2 separate regions of the Sus scrofa genome follow, and region 1 is linked to region 2. Evidence: chromatin contacts called from public Hi-C data. All regions are on one chromosome and are shown on one strand. The core of a region is the stretch at or near the end of the contact, and the rest is flanking DNA. Distances in the headings are between cores, read along the strand shown. Region 1 overlaps LOC102161266 (a long non-coding RNA gene). Region 2 overlaps LOC110260247 (a long non-coding RNA gene).

The links. A called contact is a pair of places that touch in the nucleus more often than the background predicts.
Region 1: a contact with region 2 is called in a Hi-C map of liver, with 4 times the contacts expected there. A contact is called at or near these places in 3 of 47 Hi-C or Micro-C datasets (alveolar macrophages and liver) and 1 of 2 datasets of targeted methods (alveolar macrophages).

What each region holds. Positions count from the first base shown.
Region 1 is chr4:36,476,664-36,480,646 of Sscrofa11.1, reverse strand. It overlaps LOC102161266 (a long non-coding RNA gene), which reads right to left. Exons shown (of 2, transcript XR_002343182.1): 1 at 2,510-3,983. Among named protein-coding and RNA genes, the nearest start is that of ANKRD46, 78 kb to the right of the region's middle.
Region 2 is chr4:36,630,926-36,634,988 of Sscrofa11.1, reverse strand. The region is part of intron 3 of LOC110260247 (a long non-coding RNA gene); the gene reads right to left. Among named protein-coding and RNA genes, the nearest start is that of RNF19A, 57 kb to the left of the region's middle.

The DNA of each region.
Region 1 (3,983 bases), core at 132-2,631, 150 kb after region 2:
CTTAGAAGCAGTTGTGGCTGATTATTAGATTGTATTAGTTCTGCAGTTATAAAATTCTCAATCTGTCATGTTGCAAGGGTGACAAATGGGGCGAGAGCAGGAGGGTGGACTTGGGGAGAGAGAGGAATGGGGTCTGTGGCAGGGGTTGTGGGCTGTCCACCAAAACCCATCTCTCTCTCCTTCCTGGGTGGGAGCCAGGCAATATTCCCTGCTCCTCCGGCGGTAGGGGTGGCCCTAAGACCGACTTCTAGCCACTGGGGTGGGAGGAGCTTTTGAAGCACATCAGCTCCATGCTTCCTTTGCGTTCTTGTTCCCTTTCCAGGGCTCTGAGCCCTTGGGGATGATGGAGCCACAGCTGAAAGGAGCCTGGATCCCTGAATTGCCATGCAACGTAGAGGCACCTGCTGACCCTGGAATGTTATATGATCCAGAAATCTGTTGTACTTCTATTATATTTGAGTCAATGCATTTGGGGGTCTGGTTGTGCAGTGGTTCAGTCTCCCCTAATGAAGGCAGGGCCAATCAGCATGCCCACCACAGGAATTCTGGAATGGGGGGGTGGGGACCACAGAATCTTTGTTTTTCAGAAGAGCTCACTGCTGGGGCTCCTGGAGAAAAGGTGCAGAGGACACTGGAGCTGAGCGTCGAGACCTGGGACCCCAGAGCAGGACCCCAAGCCAAGCAGGGAAGGGTGGGCTGCCCCACCTCCTGAGCAAGGAGGAGAGTCTCAGAGATATGGGCTCTTCCGGGGCCCCTCTGGGGACAATAGGAAAGACTTTGAGTGTGACAGTTATTCAAAATGCTCTCTGGAAACTAAGATCCCTTTCTTCAATGGAAAGACCCAGAGGTTAATCAAACAAACCAGCCAAACAAATCAAACACAGCAGGTTTCTTTGGAGGAGCTTGGGAAGAATGAACACCCAGAGAGGACGTGTCAGCTTACCCGCAAGTGCTGCCCTGGTGACCCAATGCACCAGAGGCTCCTCTATAAATCGGTCCCTAAAAGGCACCACTGGTGAGTGTAAATGCAGAGACCTGTGGGCTCAGGAGCAGCTGGCCTCAGTGAGGCCCCAGGGACTGTGTGTAAAGGACCCTGATAGCTGCCGCCGCCGCCGCCCACCGCAGCAGCAGGCTCATCCTGAACCTTGTGAGAAAAGCCTGAGACTCAGGGCTTGGAATCGGAGAGACATGGCCTTGAGGTTGACCGCATGCCCCTGATGATCGCCTCCAAGATGCTGTGACCCCAAGGAAGTGACAAGTCCGTGTAAAGAGATGTCAAATCCACACGTTAATGACATTCCAGTGACGCCCATGGGTGTGTATCTGTAAAGACCGACTCCCATGAAAAGACATTTTCAACTGGAGGGAGAAAAAAGACTGTCGTCTCCAAAATAGTCATTCAATAAATATTTACTTAGACGTCACAAAGTCAAGCAAGGCCTACCTCCTGTCCTGTTGTTCATAAAATACGAGTGTGGTTTCCCAAAATAGGAGTACGTGTGTCAAGAAGACGAAGGAGCAATTCAGTAGGAAAACAGCATTCAGGGAAGAGAGAGAAACAAAATCTATTAAAATTCAAGAAACGAATAATGTGTGTCCAAGGTCAGTTATATTTCAGAATGATTCCAAAAATGTCTAGGAAATCCTGATTGACTTAATTCCCAAAGGATTGAGCTTGAATTAAATGCCATCTTTGTATACACTCAGCAGGAACTGATTTTTTTTTTTTTTTTGTCGTTTCTTGGGCCGCTCCCGTGGCACATGGAGGTCCCAGGCTAGGGGTCCAATCGGAGCTGTAGCCACCAGTCTATGCCAGGGCCACAGCAACGTGGGATCTGAGCTAAGTCAGCGACGCACACCACTGAGCAAGGCCAGGATCGAACCCACAACCTCATGGTTCCTAGTCGGATTCGTTAACCACTGCGCCACGAGGGAACTCCAGCAGGAGCTGAATTTTAACTGCCCTTAAAAGCCATACAATTACTCCCCTGCCCTGGAGAAGGTGGGAACCAGGCTTTGGCACTGAACCCCAGCTTGGTGGGTCTGAGAGCAGATATGCGTGTGCCCTGGGGAGGACAAAGGCCAGAGAGGTTGGTGCGGGTGCGTATAAGAGGGAGGCTGGACAGCTAGACCATTGTACTTGAGGCGTCCCTTGCTCTTATTAAGAGTTGTAAATCCCCAGATCAACTTAAGCATTCACATAAAAACATAACATCCAGGAGTTCCCATCGTGGCGCCATGGTTAACAAATCCGACTAGGAACCATGAGGTTGCGGGTTCGATCCCTGGCCTTGCTCACTGGATTAAGGATCAGGCGTTGCCACAGCTTGGATCCCACATTGCTGTGGCTCTGGCATAGGCCAGTGGCTACAGCTCCAATTCGACCCCTAGCCTGGGAACCTCCATATGCCGCAGGAACAGCTCAAGAAAAGGCAAAAAAACAAAAACAAGCATAACATCCAAAGTGAAACTAGGTTTAAAATATTTACAAAGCTAAACATACTCTTACCATACAATCCAGCAATTGTTCTCCTTGAAAACTTAACTTTCATACAAAAACCTGCACACAGATGCTGATAGCAGCTTTCTTCATAATTGTCCAAAGCTGGAAACAACCAGGATATCCTGCTGTAGGTGAATGGATCCACTGTGGTGCCTCCAAGCAACAGAATTGTATTCAGCAATAAACGAGATGAGCTAGTCAACCACAAAAAGACAGGAAGGAAACTTAAATGGGTATTACTAAGTGACAGACGCCAACCTAAAAAAGGTTCCATGTTGTATAATTCCAACTGCTATACCTGACATTCTAGAAAAGGTGAAACTATGGAGACTATAAAAAGATCAGTGGCTGCCAGCAACTGGGGCAAGAGGAGAGGGGTGAGGAACTGGAGGAGAGGGGAGGATAGTGAGAAGATGGGATTTGGGGGGCAGTGTAACCCCTCTGTATGGTACGGTAGCCATGGACACGTCTCATTGAACCTTTGTCCAAACCATAGAAGGTACAACACCTTCTACGAGAACCAAGAAGAGAATCAGTATACAGACTTTAATTAAAAATAAAGTGTGAAAATTGGCTCATCAATTATAACCAATGTGCCACACTAATGCCAAGGTGTTCACGACAGGGGAAACTGGGGCTGGGGAGGATATGGGAACTCTACTTGCTGCCTATTTTATTTGCGCTCCCAAAGTGTCAATCTGATAGCTGGAGTGGCTAATCCAGAGCCGTCAGTGCAGCTTCAGAAGTCCTCCTGATGATTTCATCTGTGCTGAAGGGAGTCACCACTAACTGGCAGGGAGGCAGTGGGAAGTCAGACCCCGATTTCTGACCCGCCAGGAAAGCCAGGAGGGTTTGCATCCTGGAGCTTGGCCAATATAGCGGCCTGTATTCAGGGGGGTTCCTCAGTCCCCTGGCCCTTGCCTCCCCCCATAGGGGATGAGTGAGAAGATGCAGTGGGGATGCTCACAGGCTCTGGGGACAGTGGATCTGGGCTGGAATCCTGGGTTTCTATTTACTCACCTGTGAAATGGGGATAAAATAGGACTTTATAGGGCTCATGGAGGAAACGAATGAGACGTTAGTTAAAAGATGATGAGCACAAAACCTGGCATGTTGAAAAAGTTTAATACATGTTTTATTTATTAAAATAAAATTTACTTTATTGTTGATTATAATAATTATGATGAACGTGTAAGTATAGGTATTATTATAATTAAAGCATAAGTATTACACTTCCTTTCTCATGGAATTTTGGCAAGGAATACATCGAAGGAAAGAAAGTGTATAAATACCTGCTAGAGGGGTCCCCTGGTGGCTCAGTGGGTTAAGGATCAGTGTTGTCACTGCAGAGGCTTGGGTCCTGCTGTGGCACAAGTTCAGTTCCTGGCCCAGGAATTTCCATATGCTATGGGCATGGCAAAAACAAAAAAACCCCAAAAACCAAAAAACAAAACCCATCTGCTAGAAGTGGAAACAGTTT
Region 2 (4,063 bases), core at 544-3,043:
AGAATTAGAGTAAAAACAAGCTCAGACCCCACCCCTGACCCCAAACAAAACACTGTTGTTATATAGCACTGCAAGCCAAAGGAAGCAGTTTGTTTCACATGGAAATGCAATACATAATTTGCATGACAGAAGAACAAAATATCAAAGAAATAGAATATATACGTACAAAGAGGAAAATCTCAACCATTATAAAAATTCTACTAAGGGAGTTGTCATGGCTCAGTGATTAATGAATCCGACTAGCAACCATGAGGTAGCGGGGTCGATCGCTGGCCTTACTCAGTGGGTTAAGGATCTGGCATTGCCATGAGCTGTGGTGTAGGTTGCAGACGTGGCTCGGATCCCGAGTTGCTGTGGCTCTGGTGTAGGCTGGCGGCTACAGCTCCGATTAGACCCCTAGCCTGGGAACCTCCATATGCTGTGGGAGCGGCCCAAGAAAAGGCAAAAAGACAAAAACAAAAACAAACAAAAAAAATTCTACTAGGGTGTTAGTACATATCTCCCTTATTTATATAATAACAAAACAGGAGCAACTGTAATAATAATCAATTTTTAGCACTCACTATGCACCAGGTACCCATTTGAAAGGTTTTACTTGGATTATTTCATTTAATCTGACAATGCTACGGGATACATATACTATTACTACCCTCATTTTATAGATGAGGCAATTGAGGAACTGAATTACTAAATAATTGGATAGCTGATAAGTGGCAGAGCCAGGATTAGAAAACTTTTGGAGCTTCTGTTTTTAACTTTGCAGAACTAGTTCCTATTTTACTAAAAAAAGGAGGGTTTTTTTTTTTTAATAGACCATTCAAGAGTTCTCAAACACTTGAATACACATTAAATATCCTCTGTTATTTTTAACCTTCATAATTTTCAGTGGAAATTCTTCTAAAGTGTGCTATACACATCACTGACTCCTTAGATAGAGGACACTGAATTTAACCTTTTCTTAAAGATTCCATGTTGGTATCATAGATTTTATTTGAGGAGGTTAAATGGAACCTCACTCTCTCAGGCTTGTTAAGGTTTCCAGAGTGAAGTCACTCAGACTCACTGCACTGAACAATAAAGGGGTCCTCCTGGCCCTCCATCCCTTTTAAATGTAACTGCACTGCTCATGGCCCCTGCCTAGGTGTCAGCCCCAGACAGTTGTGCTCTGTTCTCCATGGCCTTGCAGCTTCTCAGCCAAGGCTGATGACACCCACTGGACTCCTGACCTAAAGCAACCAAGCTCTAGGCTGGCTGGCAGTCCCCAGCCAGAACCAGAGGGAAAAGTTTAACCCCAACTGGACCATGTGGTTCAGGTTCTTCCTGTGGAGATTTTGAGCTGGGAATGACTGGTTAGCTGTGAGAAGCCATGAGGGAGAATAAGCCAAAGTTATGAGGAAGGAGGCATAATCATGATAAGCAGAAGCTGTGAGGTAGAAACCAAGTAGAGAACAAGAGTCCGGAGTCTAATACCTGCAGCAGGGGGCGGGGTATGCAAATAAGGTACAAGGGCGTGGCGAAGGTAGCCCGCAGGGCAAAGATCCGAGTGACTGCCAAGTTCATGCCTCACCCAAAGACTTTGGAATTCTAAATGTGAGGGCGCCACACCGGCCAAACAGTTAAGTCTGCAGGTCGCAATAGGTCAAGAGCTGGCAGCTTACAAATTCCAAAGAGGGGATGAGGAAGCCGGTTAGGGGAGGCAGAGAAGCGGCAAGACACTGCTAGTAGGCGCAGCCAGGGGGGAGAGCTGAGGCCCATAAATAACTGATCGCTGAGGTGACGATGTGCAAACTCCCGATGCTGAAGTCCTGGGGTAACCTTGGATTCTCAACGGTGTCCTGGTTCCAGTCTTCTTGAGGTCTGGCTCCGCTACAGCGCCTGTCCTTCCAGAGGCTTGGTGATTTGGCCTTTGGTGGTTCCCACGAGGCCCTGTGGGGCTGAAGTCCTTGTTTTCTTCATTCCTTACAACTCCTTCCCCTAATATTAGATGTAACTCGAGCCATTCCTCGGAACCAGAAGAGCCTGACAAAAACACCCTCTACAGCCCAAGATTGCTCTTTTTTTCCCCTTTGGAATTATTGTTCTCCTATTTATAGCTTTTCTACTTCCTCCTTTGCTGCTAGGCTGTCAACCATGGCTTTTTATGGCTAAAGTGTGCATGCTTCTACTAGCCATTCTCTGCTTGTTACTAAGGCCACTTGTAGGTGTGGACAGAGATCTGGAAGCTTGGTGGGAATTTTTGAAAAATTAAAGTAACCAGGCAATTAAAGAAGCGTAAATTTTATGGTATGAATTATATCTCAGTAAAGCTGTTATAAAAACTAAATAAGCAACAAAAGCTTCCTGGTGTCACACAAGCTTTAGTAGGTAGTATTTTGGAAGTGTAATTTGACTGTTCAGATGCCTTTCTTGTTTACCTTTGGCTTTAGTCCAATCAGTGAATGGCCTATTAAAGTATCCCTTGATTCTCAGGAACCAAAACGCACTGGGGATGACCCAAGTAAAGATTTTATTTTAAGACATTAATCAGAACTCAACTGAAAGAAGTACGCAGGGTCAGAGAGCTGCTCTCTCATTCTGCTGTTCTTTCCCTCCTTCCCTCTAGCTCTTTGGTTCCTTAATTTCCTTTGTCCTTGTTTCACAGCTGCTCCATCTTCCTCTCTGCAGATGAGCTATTCTGTGTCCTCATAAAGTTTTCAGTTTCTTTTCCTTCATAGCACTGGCTGGCACATGGCTCTGGGCTGCCATGCTGCCAATTTTGGCAACAACTCTTCATGACCTTGCATCTTCGATGCCAGCACTCTCCAGTGCAGCCTCTGGGTCTCTGAGAGTGTAACTAACTCATGGGGGCCAAGTGTCTGTCCCTGGTCAAGGGAGCTGGTCAGAGAACGGGGCAGGACTTCTCCTTAAGGGATGTTCTTCCTGTCTGCAGGCAGCAGGCTCTCTGAGGAGGTGTTGGTGGGGAGGGGGAATGATCTGTATTTCAACCAGAGTGAAATTCCTAAATCTCTGAGCCCTAACAGATAATGTGTTATTACATATTTATATTTCCTCCATTCAATGCTTAGTGTCCTGCTAAAAAACTCAAATATTATTTACTGAAACAATAAACAATTCTTTTTTTTTTTTTTTTTTTTTGGTCTTTTTGCCTTTTCTAGGGCTGCTCCCACGGCATATGGATGTTCCCAGGCTAGGGGTCTAATCAGAGCTGTAGCTGCCGGCCTACATCACAGCTCAAGGCAACGCCAGATCCTTAACCCACTGAGCAAGGGCAGGGATCGAACCTGCAACCTCATGGTTCCTAGTTGGATTCGTTAACCACTGAGCCATGATGAGAACTCCTAAACAAGTTGGTTGTTGATGATTGCCTATCCCCATCTGGAGGTAGAAGACCTAGCCTAGTCAACAGGCATCCTCTTGGTTTTCCTTCATGTATTAATACAAAAAATATTAAAGGCAATTCTTCCCTTCACCTCTTTCCTGTCGTCTCTCAGGATCCTATTACTCCAGTATCTTTGCAAAACTTTAGTTCATGTTCAACCAAACATAACGAAAATTTAATATTTAACAACATAGCTAAAAATCATGGCTGATGTTTCAGGGAAAAGCCACTTTAAACTCCACATTGCATTGACACAGAGATGCTTTCCTGTCTGAGAAGCTGTCACAAATGTAGTGGTGATTTGATGATTTGTCTAAAGGCACTACTTTTATTTATTTATTTATTTGTTTGTTTCTTAAGTCACTGTTTTTAAAATCACGTTTCCTTGCCTTCACGAAAGTATGAAATAATTATGAGTCAATCAGGGGTGGAAGAGTGTATTATTAGATTTTCAAAAGATGCCAAGTGGTGGAGGAAAGTCTTCTCCTAGGCCAAGATAAAAAATAGTTTTATTTTAAAAACAATATAATGCAAAATGAAGGTACCTTCATTTTCGGTCGAACATCTGAATGGCACTGAAGAGTTTTCAAACATTTTTCTCATGCATGGTTGAACTTAATATTCAACATAACGTGGTGAGGTTGGTTGTATCATTTTACTAGTTGGAAAACAGGCTCAGGAAGG